Linked DNA regions of Sus scrofa: regions 1 and 2 are each linked to region 3. Evidence: chromatin contacts called from public Hi-C and targeted proximity ligation data. All regions are on one chromosome and are shown on one strand. The core of a region is the stretch at or near the end of the contact, and the rest is flanking DNA. Distances in the headings are between cores, read along the strand shown.

Evidence for each region. Hi-C and Micro-C count contacts between places; a contact is called where the count stands out from the background.
Region 1: a contact with region 3 is called in a Hi-C map of skeletal muscle, with 7 times the contacts expected there. A contact is called at or near these places in 1 of 47 Hi-C or Micro-C datasets (skeletal muscle) and 1 of 2 datasets of targeted methods (skeletal muscle).
Region 2: a contact with region 3 is called in a targeted proximity ligation map of skeletal muscle. A contact is called at or near these places in 2 of 47 Hi-C or Micro-C datasets (embryonic fibroblasts and mesenteric adipose tissue) and 1 of 2 datasets of targeted methods (skeletal muscle).

Annotation. Positions count from the first base shown.
Region 1 is chr4:81,821,686-81,826,058 of Sscrofa11.1, forward strand. All of the region lies in intron 11 of NME7 (nucleoside diphosphate kinase 7), which reads left to right. Among named protein-coding and RNA genes, the nearest start is that of ATP1B1, 110 kb to the right of the region's middle.
Region 2 is chr4:82,545,089-82,549,989 of Sscrofa11.1, forward strand. All of the region lies in intron 4 of LOC106510109 (a long non-coding RNA gene), which reads right to left. Among named protein-coding and RNA genes, the nearest start is that of XCL1, 110 kb to the left of the region's middle.
Region 3 is chr4:82,198,555-82,202,956 of Sscrofa11.1, forward strand. It overlaps the pseudogene LOC106510108. Among named protein-coding and RNA genes, the nearest start is that of DPT, 87 kb to the right of the region's middle.

The sequences.
Region 1 (4,373 bases), core at 1,611-4,110, 380 kb before region 3:
TTGATAAATTATTTGCTCCCATTCACAAGCCTCTGCAATATTGCAATTTAGTGCATTGTCGCATACACCCTAACATTTTAAGTACTTGAAACCACAAATGTTTAATCTCAAATTCCAAAGCTTTATTAATTATGGAAGTATCCTAACAATATCCCTAACTCTGATTCCTTCCTAAAAGCAATTCTCAATTACTTTTATTCATTCAGACATGCACCAAGGATTTTTTATGTGTTAAGCAATACTATGCCAGGGGTTTAATGCAGTTAAAAAAAAATACAAAAATCCCTGCCCTCACAGAATTTTTGTTCTGATGGGGAAACAGACAACAGAAAATAAGTAAAATAAGACAACAGGAAAATAGGGAGTGCTTTGAGAAGCACAGCCTCTGAAGACTGACAGTGAGCATGGACTTAACAAGAAATGCCACTACAAAGTCAAAATAAATAGCTATGCTTTTATTTTTTAAAAAGTTTAGTCGATTTATAGTATTAGTTTTGGCTATACAACAGTGATTCAACATTTTTGTATATTGTACTCCATTTGTATTTATTATAAAATATTGGCTGTATTTCCTTGATGCATGATATATCCTTGTAGCTTATTTATATTATACATAGCAGTTTTATCTCCTAATCCTCTAACCCTATATTGTACCTCCCTGCTTCCCTCTACCTTTTTGTTCTCTATTATGTAAATCTTTTCTGTTTTGCTATATTGATTTGTTTTATTTTTTATGTTCTACATATAAGTAAAAACATACAGTGTTCGTCTTTTTCTTTCTGACTTATTTCACTAAGCATAAAACCCTCCAGGTGCATCTATTACAAATGGCAAAATTTAATTCTTTTTTGTGACTGACTGGTAGTCCATTGTATTCACCACATATTGATCCATTCATTTGTTGATGGCTATGTAGGTTGCTTTCCTATCTTGGCTGTTGTAAATAATGCTGCTGTGAACATTGAAATGCATATATCTTGCCAAATGAGTGTTTTCATTTTCTTCAGATTCGCAGAAGAGAAATTAAGAGTAACATGAAAAATAGAAATATGATTGTTAGAGTATTTCAAGGGAAGACTCTTAGTAAATATAGCTCATTTAATTAAGCCTTTGGATAACATCAATAGCAAAATGCCATCCATGTATCATATATAATTTACTTACAGAAGTCCAAATTGGTACTTCATTACATGAGTTATGTGTGCTTAGTAGCACTTGTGCTTGGACGTCTCAGATTAAGGAGGTCTAACCTGCCCCAAACTCCCTGCCCTGTGTAGCTGCAATGCCCTGACATTCTCAATTGCTTATCCTACCCTGTTTTCTTTTATGTTTTTCTATAATAAGTATTAGCTTCTAAACACAGTGTATCATTTATTATTGAACACATTTATTTTTTGTTTTCACCCACTAGCACATAAACCCCAGGAAGGAAGGGATTTTTGTTTTCTCACTGATACATCGGGAAGGGTACTCATTATACATTTTTTTTTTTTTTGAAAAATGAATGTTAGTGGAGGGAAAATATTAATTACATTTCCATTTTCTATTGCTTAAATACATATTTAGTGTACTTTTATTATGGCCTCTGTATCCAGTCATTCATCCAGAAACTGGATATGCTTTATCCTAGATTCCTTTCACAGTCAATTTTCTAGTGCCCATTTTATAGTCGAAAAATGAAATTAAGGCTCAGAGAGGCTTATTTTAAAACTTAAAAAAATCCATTAATTTTTTTTCCCCCAAAGAACATATCCCTATTAAAAATTAATGTCAGGATTTGAACTCTGTTTTGCCTGGTTCCATCTTAAATTTTTTTTTTATGATTCAAAATCTCAATAACATCATTTCTCCAAATTATAATTGAATATGGCGCAAGAAACTTTTTGAATGTCCACAAAGCACCTAAGAGAATAATTCTCTTGCTGGGTCAGTCTCTGGCCCTTTCAGGATAGTTTCTGTCTGTGACAATGGTACCAATAGATATTTTAAATATGAGAGTGGTGTCATTCTAAACATCTATCTCAAAATTAGCTTTATGACATTCCAATTATTTCCATAACCCATCATGAAACTATCATTTGTAAAATTTTTAACTTTTTTGAAGACACTTTCCTGTGTATTATTTTAGGCTTGGCACTTTTCCTGACTTTCTTCTCAGTGTTTTGAATTTTTTTTCTTAGGAAGGTTTTTGGCTTTCTTGCTCCTCAGGCCCTAGCATCTTCTGTTGCGGTGAAGTCTTGTGTCTTTTGCTCTATACCCACCCCCAGCTTCTTGTCCCTTGTCCTTTACTCCATATGTGCCACCTTAGTCCCCACAGGGATTGGGAAATTTTGATAACTATCTTTTTTTGTTTCATTATGAACCATGAACTTTTTCTTCTTTCTTTTATGTAATTTTGGCATTTAGCTGGTTTCCATTTCCCCCTTCCTCACATCGGCATCCTTGGCCTCACCCTTTTCCAGTACTTTTTTTCTGAATGTTTCCCACGAAGAGTTTTTCCTTTGAGTCTCTTGTTTCCCTGCCATTTCCTTTCCTTTTTTTTTTTCAAAAAATATTCTTGTATTGATTCCTTTATCTCCCTTTGGCTGCATTAACTGTTTTCTATGACATAATACTGTTTCCATTAAGCTCTCATAGCTTAACATTTTACCTCTTTTTTCTTTCCATTTTCTTTTCATTCATAGAGAAGATCACTTGTTTTGTTTTTCTTCAAAAATAACCATGTTCCAATAAGACATGTCCACATCACAGTCAGAAGGAAGGGCTAGAGTTTTCCCAAAGCAGTGCACACTGGAGATGGGGCATCGCCACTAGCTGGAGCTGCTAGCTTTCCAAAATCCCAAGAGGTCGCAGCACCATGTGCCAGGCCTTATCTTCCTAATGCACATGTGCTGCTTGTCAGTTTCAAATGTCAGCTGCTAGTGGTATTACTTAGAGACAGTAGGCTTTGTGTCAGGATGGAAAGAAAAAAAAAAATTAAACCTTGAGTCCCTGGGAAATTACCATTTTTGGACACCTAAGAGCCTGCCACCTTACCAGTCTCTTATTGGTAAAAGCCACTGACACCGGTGCCAAGTTTGAGCACAGGATCAGTTACACTTGGCATGAATTGTACTGAGCCATGGTGTTCTCAGGATGTCGTTAGAAAGGCATTTTATTTATATCTCAGGGAGACTGTCCTAGCACTTGCAAGGCCAAAGAGAAGGACTTCAGGGACCCTTAAAAAAAAGTGCAGAAAAGTGAATGGGTAGCACAAAATTAATTACCCATTCACTTTTGAATATTGATTTTTGATTGGTGACATTAGATAGCAAAACAATAATCATTGCTCCTCTGTACTAAGTGTAGGCATGATCTTTTTGAAAGCACTTAATTAAAATATAAATAACTCATAATATATATATATAATTCTATATATATATATATATATATATATATATATATAATTCTGTACTTTACTATGAAATCCTTTCAGTAATGCTTCAAGACAAGGTTTCCATATACTCTAAGTAAAACCCAAATTTGAGACATTTAATGTAAAAAGTAAAATATATATGATATGGATTTTTAAAAAAGCTTGTTCTCAGAGAAGATTGTACATTTCAGAATTAGCCAATGTTATCTCTCAAGATTCCTCGCTCCATTATCTTCTGAAGCTTTGCCGCCTAACTGATATGCTATTTTCAAGTTGCTATGAGTTGTTTTCTCTCTTTGTCCTGTCTAATACATTCAGTAGACATTTGGTCTCTACCAAAAGGTCCTTGATATTTGCAAGACTATTCGGTCCTGGCCAAAATATCCATAAGGCATTTGGGCCATGCCAAAATGTCCTTGGTATTTGTCCCTTTCAAAATGATTTGGCGTGAACCAGATGCACTCTTGAACATTTTGGATAGAACCAGATTTCAAGGACCTTTTCCTGTGGAACAGATGTCTTAAGAAGCAGATTCTTGTGGACGTTTGGACAAGACCATATGACTGCTAACCATTTCTCTCCTGACTCTACTCATTCCTCAGAGCACCAGTTATATCATAGTTACAAAACCGCTAGAGAGTAAATTTATCCGGAGGAGGGTTGAGTATACCATATTTACTTTTTCCTTCTTTTTCATGTACTGTTTTTCCTTTAAGACACCACAAATTGCCCCAACCTTGAGTAACTTTTGCCATCCTTTGAACTCCTCTCACTCATCGTCCATACGTCTTATCTGGAAGTAGATATGTGTGCTCCTTGTATAATTTTCTTTTATGAATGTTCCTCACCCCCTGGTTTAGATACTAATTAGGAGACCTGTCTTATACCTTTTCAGTATCTCCAGTATCCCCAAAATGATCTAACACTGTTCTTTCTCAACTTTCATGTACACAGAAAA
Region 2 (4,901 bases), core at 1,078-3,577, 350 kb after region 3:
TGCAGCCCTATTTTCCTGATCCTCAAGGATCATCAGGAATCTGAGAAATAACAATAAATAATAATTCATAGGCAAAGGAGATAGGGTACCATTTTCTTAAATCTTGCGTCTTTCAGATGGCAAACCCCACAGCACAGATTGTTTAAAATAGATCAATAAACATTTATGGACTCACTATGATATGCCAGGTATTGTTTTAAGTGCTAAGGATGAAGAGATAAAGGAGACATCATCCAGCTCTGGAGAAATTTCTAGCCCACTCCCAGAGCCAGTTGGTAGCTATCAAGGAACGTGGATCTCATTTTGTTACCGGTTGTACCAGGAAATAGGCCAATGAGAGTCCCAGTGAGAAAGCCGCCCAGCTATTCTAATCACGCAGAGAGAATGCGATGCCAAGAGACAGTGGTTTCAGTTTGGAATAGCAGACCACTGGGTCCTTGGCTTCCCCCTTCACTCTCCTGCAGTGACCTGCTTCATTCAGTCTTTTTCAGCACTGGACAGGAACATCTAGGTATTTAGAAGTGAAAAACAATGTTATGAATTGAGAATTTTAAGGATAGGAAATATCACTCGAGAATTACAATGAATCCCCTTTATCTTGGGATGGGTTTACATGGTTCTCAGTCATCTCTGGCTATTCTTGACTCAGCTCAGAAGAATTCTGATGCATTTCTCCTCCCCTATACTCATCCCACCCCACCCCTTTAATTAATTATTTAATTACTTAATTATTCTATCCCCATGGGACAGGGCCAAACTATTTCTTTCAAGTATGAGGAGATATGCTTCTTTCTACTTGGTTGTAGTTCATACTGCTGTCACCATAGTCACAGGAACCCTATTCAGGCCATTAGGCTTCCTGGGCTCGTTTGTTACTTTTGTAGCACTCCACCAAGGGAATTTTGCCCAAGACAGACATTTTCACCTCATTTCATTTCTCTCATCTTCTTCATGATTTTTAAGTTCCTAAAACCCTATTCTATCTCAGTCAGACATAAAAATCTGAGAATTCCCTCAGGGCCCAGCAGGTGATAAGGATCCATCATTGTCATTGCTGCGGCTCGGGTCACTGCTGTGCTTCAGGTTTGATATCTGGCCCAAGAGCTTCTCTATGCTGCAGGCATGGAAACGGAGGGACTCAAGTGGTTCTGATCAGCCCCACACCACATGTACGGCCAACACCTCTACAAGAAAATAAAAGAGCTTTTGAGTATTTGTCAATATCACCTGACAAAATAGCCCTCAGACTCCTCCTTAATGCAACTGTGATCCACTAAGGACTGAACGGGACAGTGGTGGTCCCTCTTCCTCTCTTAAATTTCCTCTGTTTCCCCTCCTATTTTGCTAATAGCTCATAAATTGATTAATTGGTCATATAAATCCAACTAGACTAAATTCCCAAAGGGCAAAAATATGCTTAATCATCTTTCTGTGTTTTCCCCAACAGCTAGGGCCATCCTAAGCACATCATGGCCTGAGAGCCACAGGTCACCTGATGCTCCTCCTGTTACATTACTGACCGCTCCCACTTCCTGACCTGCCCATTTCTCATCAGGACATCTGGACCTCAGCCTTCCCAAAAAAAGTTCCTCCACAGGTTCCATATTTGCTTAAATGTAAGCATATCTGTACCCTTCATATGACCTACCACTGTAGATTGATAGGGATTTATTTTGGACTCATCATAAATGCTTATATTATAAATATGATTTATCACGCAATGACATATCAATCCTATATTATTCTCTGGTAGTCATTTACCCTTTTATTGGTTCTGTGTCCCAAATAACATGGTAGTAAGAGCTCTGACTCTGAACTGACGTGGGTTAAAATCCTGGCTCCCCAACTTACAGTAGAATAGGTAAAATAATACAGCTATTTTACAGGATTGCCATGAGATTGCATAAGCTAGTGCACCTAGAATACAGTGCTGGCACAGAGGAAATCTCTCCTAGTGTCAGCTATACAACAATCCCCAAGTGGGCAAGGACCATCTTTCACTTCTTCATTACCTAAGCACTCAACAGGGGTTACAGGGGTTGGGCACACAACAAATATTTGAAACATACATGTTGACTGATTGGATAACTGCCCCAAAGTGACCACATCCTTCCAAGGCTGATAGAAAACAGTTCTGCCTAAGAATTCTGATGGAAATGCTTTGTTACAGCTGCTGTTTAGAATCAGATTTTGGAACATCATCTGCTACTCCCCTCTGCTGTCTCCAGAGTTACATCACATTTTCCTTTAAAATAAGAACGAATTCCCCGGAGCTGTTCCAGTTGCTAAAGGCAACATGGCTGCAGCAATGAGTCAGCAGCTCACCCCGCAGCCGGCTGCTCAAGCTTGGCCTCGGCGGCTGTGCTCAGCATGTCCTGCAGTGGCCACGGCCAAGCCCCCACAAACTCGGCAGCATCCCACCCAGGGCCCTGTCGCTGTCTGGGGTGCCTGCCTCATGACAGCTTGAAACATTCACAGCCTGATACTGCTGAGTGTGCACAAGAGTTGCTTCATTTCAGCTGCCTGGTCTCCAAAGCTTAGAATTAAGGAATCAGAGCACGTTCCTGCCAAACAAAATTTTCAACAGGGCAGCCTGGTGACCATCTGGATACCAGGAGCAAAGCAAACAGAAAGCTTGCATCCCTCAGTCTGAAAAATTTACTTTTCACTACTGACACTGCCTGGCCAAACCTTAAGCAGGGAAAGGGAGCACTTTGAGCTGGGCACCTCTGAAAACCCCTTAGGGCCTGCATTTGCTTGTCTGACCTGAACACAGAATCTATTTCCTTTTGGCAAGTCAGTGAGATACTTGAGAGCAAAGACTGTGTAGGACTTCAATGCACCTCCAATGCATAATCTGTGTTCAATAGGTAATTAATATTTATAGAGTTCCCTAGTGGCTCAGTGAGTTAAGGATCAGCATTTTTCACTGCTGAGGCTTTGATTACTGCTGTGATGAGGGTGTGTTCCCTGGCCCAGGAACTTCCACATGCTGTGGATAGAACCAAAACCAAAAATGTGATGACTGATGATGGCTGATGAACTGCCAAGCCTATTAAGGAGGGGTGTAATATTGCAGTCCCCACCCGCACCCCTCTTGTTCTCTGCCACGTCTCCCCTCTTCTCACCTCTGCCAAATATTTCCAATGCCCCACTAGCAAAGAATAGCTCACCCTCTCTCCTCATGGGAACTTGGTTTATTGAAGTTGTCCCCTAGAAGCCAGAAGATATGAGTTTTGTTAGTTATGCTTCTGAAGGAAGGACCTTGGTTCCCAGAAGGGTGAAGGAGGCATGGCTTTTTCCACTGGTTGTGGTCATTATAAGCTTTCGTGATTAAAATGGAAAGCAAAGTGAGGGGGTGTTCTCAGTCCCCAAGAATGCATATGTCTATCCTGCCTTGACTGAAAGAAAGCCTGCCTCTCTCTCTCACACACACACATATACATTCTCTTAAACCTTAGCAATTAACTATTACTGCTAATCAAAGTGAGACTGAGGAGCAAAGATCAAAACCTTCCCAAAGTCACACAGCCAGTTAGCATCCTTACCAGGTTCCTGAATTCCAATCCAGTGATCTTTTCATATTATTATGAGATTATTTTGTTTTATTTTCTGGTTTATTTGCTTGCTTTTTTCTGTTTAATACGTCATCAAAGGAGACCCAAGTTCAGGTTTTTCTTCTCTGAAAAACTAGCATTTCCTGGGTGGAGCCCGGTTCCTCCAGGTAAGGGATTTTCCCAGAGCCCGGTTCCTCCAGGTAAGGGATTTTCCCAGAGTCCTGCCTCCCTTAGATTACAGCTAAGTGTTTCATCTTGGGGTGGGAGAGGGTGGATTCACTGAGTTTTTAAATGTTCCTTGTCTCACCCAACATGACAGGACAATTCGGACCCCTCACCTGCCCACATGATAAGTGATAAGAATTCTTATCACACCCAGAAATGGCATGACGCCTTCCTGTCACTATCTAAATGCTCAGATATTTGTGGCACTGAAGTTCCACCAGAAAATAAATGCAGCAGCTAGTACTAAGGTCAAGAAAGAGGGGTATGCCCATTCTTTTTGGTCAGTGCTGCAGCTCAAGTCCACCTGGAGCCTACAGGGTGCATACAGCTGAGGGATAGTTAAGCCTAAGGGGGCATTCCTGACCAGCCAGCCACTTTGCTCTGGCTCTTTGGTTGCCTGCAGACTCAAGAGATATTTGTCTGGAGCTGAGGACATCAATTTGTTCCAGGAGAAAGAGCGCCACCTGCTGGCTCTGGGAGCTCTCTGCCTGCAGTAAGGCTGTTTCCTGAAAACCACCGGGGTGTCATTTCCAAGCAGGTCAGTGCCTGAAGGCATAAAATACCCCACAGTGAGGGGAAAACAAGCCACCCATAAAATTGGTACTGATTCTTCACTTCACACTATGAGCCAGCGACCACTCCCAGAAAAACTGTCAGAGCCCTTAGCATGCGTCTCTCTTTCCTTGCTGTTGGTTTCTCCACTTCAACTCAGAATGGAGAGAAGCCTTAGACTTTTAGTTCAGAGGATCCCAGTGGTAAAGAGGCTGCCTGCTCAAGGTCTCACAGAGGCCCCATTTTATTCCAACACAGACTCCTCTTACACTAAGAAAAGGCTAGATTGAATTCAAACAGTTTAAATGCCTTTCTCTTTGCCTGTAGTAGAAATTTTGCAGCAGAATTTTCTTCACCACTGCTTTGCTATAAGCCTCACTCTCCTCTGTTATACTTTGTAGTGCAGCTCTTTGGTTCAGATGCTGTCTCCCCTATCTGAGCCCAAGTTCTGTGAAAAAAGGTTCAATATCCGAGTCTGCCTCCAGGAGGGCTTCCTGCCAGTTAAACATTTGGGAACCAGCTCCCCATATGCCACCTTCTTCTCAAAGATCTTTGAGATCAAATCCA
Region 3 (4,402 bases), core at 1,362-3,861:
ACTCATGGTCATAAGTAGTGGTTCAAATAGTGGGAATTTTGTTTACTGTGACATACTGGTAGTCAAAATATACTACACAGTATGCTTCTACATACCCACAGTCTCCATTGGAATCACAGAATTTTAAAGCTGAAAGGGACTTGGAAATCCCTAGTCGGTTACTCTCATTTTAAAATAAGGAGGAGTTCCCGCTGTGGCACAGTGGGTTAATGATCTGATTCATCTCTGTGGCATGTTCCATCCCTGGCCCAGTGCAGTGGGTTAAGGATCCCTCGTTGCCATAGCTGTGGTGTAGGATGCAGATGTGGCTTGGCTTCAATCCCTGGCCCAGGAGCTTCCATATGTTGCAGGTGTGGCTGACAAAGGAAAAAATATATATATGTGTGAGTTTATATATATATATATATGTTTATGTATATTTATATATATAAAGGAAACTGAGGCCTGGAGAGGTAAAGACAAATAAGTAAGCAAACAAACTCAATTTATCCAGAGTCATGAATCAAACCAGCAGCAAAATAGCAGGACCAAGCTATGTGAGAATAAAATTCAGGTCTTTTGATGTGTAAGCCACAGTTTTTAGCAATTTTAATAATTATCACTTGCCTATTGTTTTAATTTAATTGCTGATTAATAACTGATGTCGAAGATAGTTAATGGGTCTCATTATGTGAAGAAAAAAAAATCCTGGATATTAGTTATGAACCAATCACATATTAACAATTTTCTCTCAAGTTATATCAAAGAGAAAGAAATTTTCATTCTCTAAGATAGAAAGACTACATTTCCAGGTAAAGTAACTGATCTAAAGTTGTATAAATATCAGAGGTTTAACTGGGATTGACACTCAGATTATTGGCCTTCTCCTTGAAGTCTTTGTCTTGAAACCCAGAACTTCTTCGTTGGGCTCTTATTTCATTCTACATTTCCATTTGTAAGTTTTAAACTAGTAAGTTAATCCATACGCAAATTTTTATGAATGTCCCAAGGTAACTGCCAAATGAAATTCAAAGAAGCAGGGTCTCTGCCATCAAGAAGTTTTCATTTGGCTGCAAAGAGTCTCAGGAGGCATGTTCCATCCAGTTAGATGAAACATCTAAGATAGTTAGGTGACCATATTATTTGTAAATTTCCAGAGATGGTTTTAGGCTTATGATCTTGACCTGTAAACCTTGGAGCAAAAATAGTAACAGTAAAATTAACAAATAAGGGCAAAGCTGTAGACTCAAGGGTCTAGATGCTCATAGACTTTCTGTCGGGCATTTTCACTCTTATCAAACCACATATGAATGATGCTGACCTTTTTAGTAATTTGATTCTGACAATGGCACAGCAATGACAGAGCTCAAAGGCTGACAACCTAATATGGGCAAGCCAGAGAAGTAATTACTGCTTTAAATCAAAGAACAGTTTGTGCCCTATAGTAGGAAAATTCTATATTAAACAGAAAGTCCTCTATCCTCCATACCATATGGCATTAACCATCTTCCTATGGGTTTACTTCCCTGAACTTGGAAAAAGAGTCTGCCCATTTGGGCCTCTGGATATAAAAGGTGTGCTGGTGACCATTTCATTTTGCCATTGAGTCTTAGGTTTGGAAGAGTCCTTACCAATTATCTCCTCTAGCTTCCTACCCCAAATAGTATTAACTTTGAAAAATGGACTGCTTAGATGCTTTCAGTAATGGGAACTCAGCCCCTGCAAGGACCCCATATATCTATCCTCTCAGGCAGGGCATTCAAAATAACTTTGGGCAAGCGGATCTAGGAATCATTGTCTTCTCTTTAGTTCTTTCCTCCTCATTCTCTTCATATTCTTCCTCTAATTTGCAATGATTTCTGAGTATCCATTGAGCTTCCAAGATATTGATTCACAACTAAATGAAGGACCATATGAAAATGTGTTTTCGCAGCATATCCAGCCATACTTTTGGATAAGAAGGGGAAGAGCATTAAAGAAATTTTTGCTTAAAAAGTAAACTCAGTTTGTAAAGGGCTAATTGAATTCTCTGTCTAGCCATTCCCTATTTCCCCATGGCACTGTACTTTTCCTGGAAAAATTTCATCAGGCTGGAAAATTTAGCTTTTGGTTTGTTACCAGATTCATTTCCTGTCTCTCATGTGTTTTATCAGAGTTAGCTTTTAAACAAGGAGAGAGACCTACTTTCTCACACTGAGAGCCAAGATTTTAAACCTTTTTAAAAAATTACTGACTTGCCTAATGATCAAGTTCACTTCTTGAACATTGCCCTGGGCTGTTCTAAACCATCCAATTTATTGTAATTATGGATGGTACATCCACAGGGCAAAGACTTAATGCAGGCTTATTGTCCATATTTACTGAGCTTCCTAATTTTTGGAGCATAGCTAATGGTTAATTCCTATAGAGCCACCACTAACCCATATATCTATCACTTTTGCTCATTGGCAAAATATCCCATCTTTGAGGAGATGCAACTCAAAGTTGTACAACTTGGCTAGCAGAAGAAGACTTTGTGAGAAGCAAAAAGTCATCCCTTCCTCTGTAAAGATGTTGCCCTATGCCAGGTCTGTGCTTTGCCTTGCGTAATAAGTACAGAGTATACTGTAACAAACAAGCTAAAAATTACCAGTGGTGTATTACCATAAAACTTTGCCTCCAGTTCACACTAAAGTTACACATCAGCCTCCCACAGACAAGTAGGGGAAGAAGAGAGAGGGTGGAGAAGGCCGACATGTTTCTTAACCTCCTTTGCCTAGAGATAACACACATCACTTCTGTTTATGTTCCATTAATGCGAACCAGTCATTTGGACCCCCTAGGTGAAAGGGGGAGAAGGAGTTGGAAAGTATGGTTCATAGCTGGGCAGCCACATTTAAGATTCAAGATTTCTATGCCTGATAATTTGATACAATGCATTTTGAACAAGTCAAGGAATCTGTGCAGCCTCCATGCATGTGAGGATCCCATGATGCTCCTATTGATCAACTGTGGAGACTTAGCTCCAATGGCTTTTCAGATACCAACTGCTTCAGGCAGAGAAGTCATGTGAATATGGACTAGGAAGTCAATTAGGACTTGATTTTAAAATCTAAGAAAGTGTTTAGCCACCCATTGCCTTGGTTTTCTATCTATAAAATACTTTAAAAGTGATTAAAAAAAATTTCCCGTTAAGAATAATGAATGAAATGACTTGTTTGTCTCTGTTCCTTTCTGAAATCCCAGTGAAATGGTTTATTTATTTTATACGTGTAAAAATGTTATAATTTGTAAACCTGTAAGGACAATGGCAGAAGATTAATAACATCTACATAATTTCATATGACAGTGGACTCACGATGATAAGTGATTTGAAGCAACAAAGCTAGTAAAACCTTCCAAATTAGGGTGGCAGTGAGGAAAGCCAACAGCAAGCAAACTGACTTATACAATAAAACTATATAGAGGCTCAGGATTAGAAATACCAGCCACTTTTGTCAAAAAGAGTTTAGGGTGGAATTGAAAATAGGATTGACTGCAAACATCCTGGGAGCCAAGGAGGTGTGTGATGCCACACAAAATGTGGTGCTTAGAGGACAGTTTGCAAACGAAAGGGTAAGACACCCCTGCCTGGTTCCCAGACTTCAAGAAGTTAGGATTATTTTCTCTCTTCTCTGGAAAAACTTCTGGGCAAAAGAAAAGGTGTATATATACTGCTATTACTGCTATACTGCTATTAGGAGGGAATTAGTTTCTTACTGCTCCTGAAACAAACTACCACAAACTTATCAGTGTAAAATAATAAAAAAATATTCTTACAAATCTAGAGGATAGAAATCCAAAATGAGTATCACTGAGCTAAACTCAAGGTGTTGACTTTTAGGGGGTTCAGGAGGGTATTATATTTCTTTGCTCTTCCTGTTTCTAGAGGCTTGCCACTTTCCTCACTTTGTGTCCCTCTTCTTCCATTTCCAAAGCCAGCAATGGCAGACCAAGTCCTTCTCATGCTGCGTCTGTCTGGTTCTCTCTTCCAATTTCCTCCTTCCACTTTTAAGGACCCTTGTGATTATATTTAGATTTCTATGTGGTCATGCCCAAATTGACAGAAAAAGAAAACTTTCATCAGAACTTCATAAAGTTCTCTATCATTAAGTTCTGATACTTTTAATTTGCTTTACAAATATTAATTAATTTTTAACTCATGTCAAAATAATACATGTACTCCGTCTAAAAATTCAGGTAATCCAGGATAATTTCCCTCTCTCTTTTTTTCTGTAATAGTGGATTTATTCTTAAGGAAAACTTCTCATAGCTTCAGAGGAATGGTACCTGTATTCGATAACTAAATTTGAGCCGTATCTTCCAAACTCTTTTCAAATGGATAGAAATCTTTGCTATTATAGATGCTAATATGAAGCGTTTATACTAGAAGAAAAAACTTGAA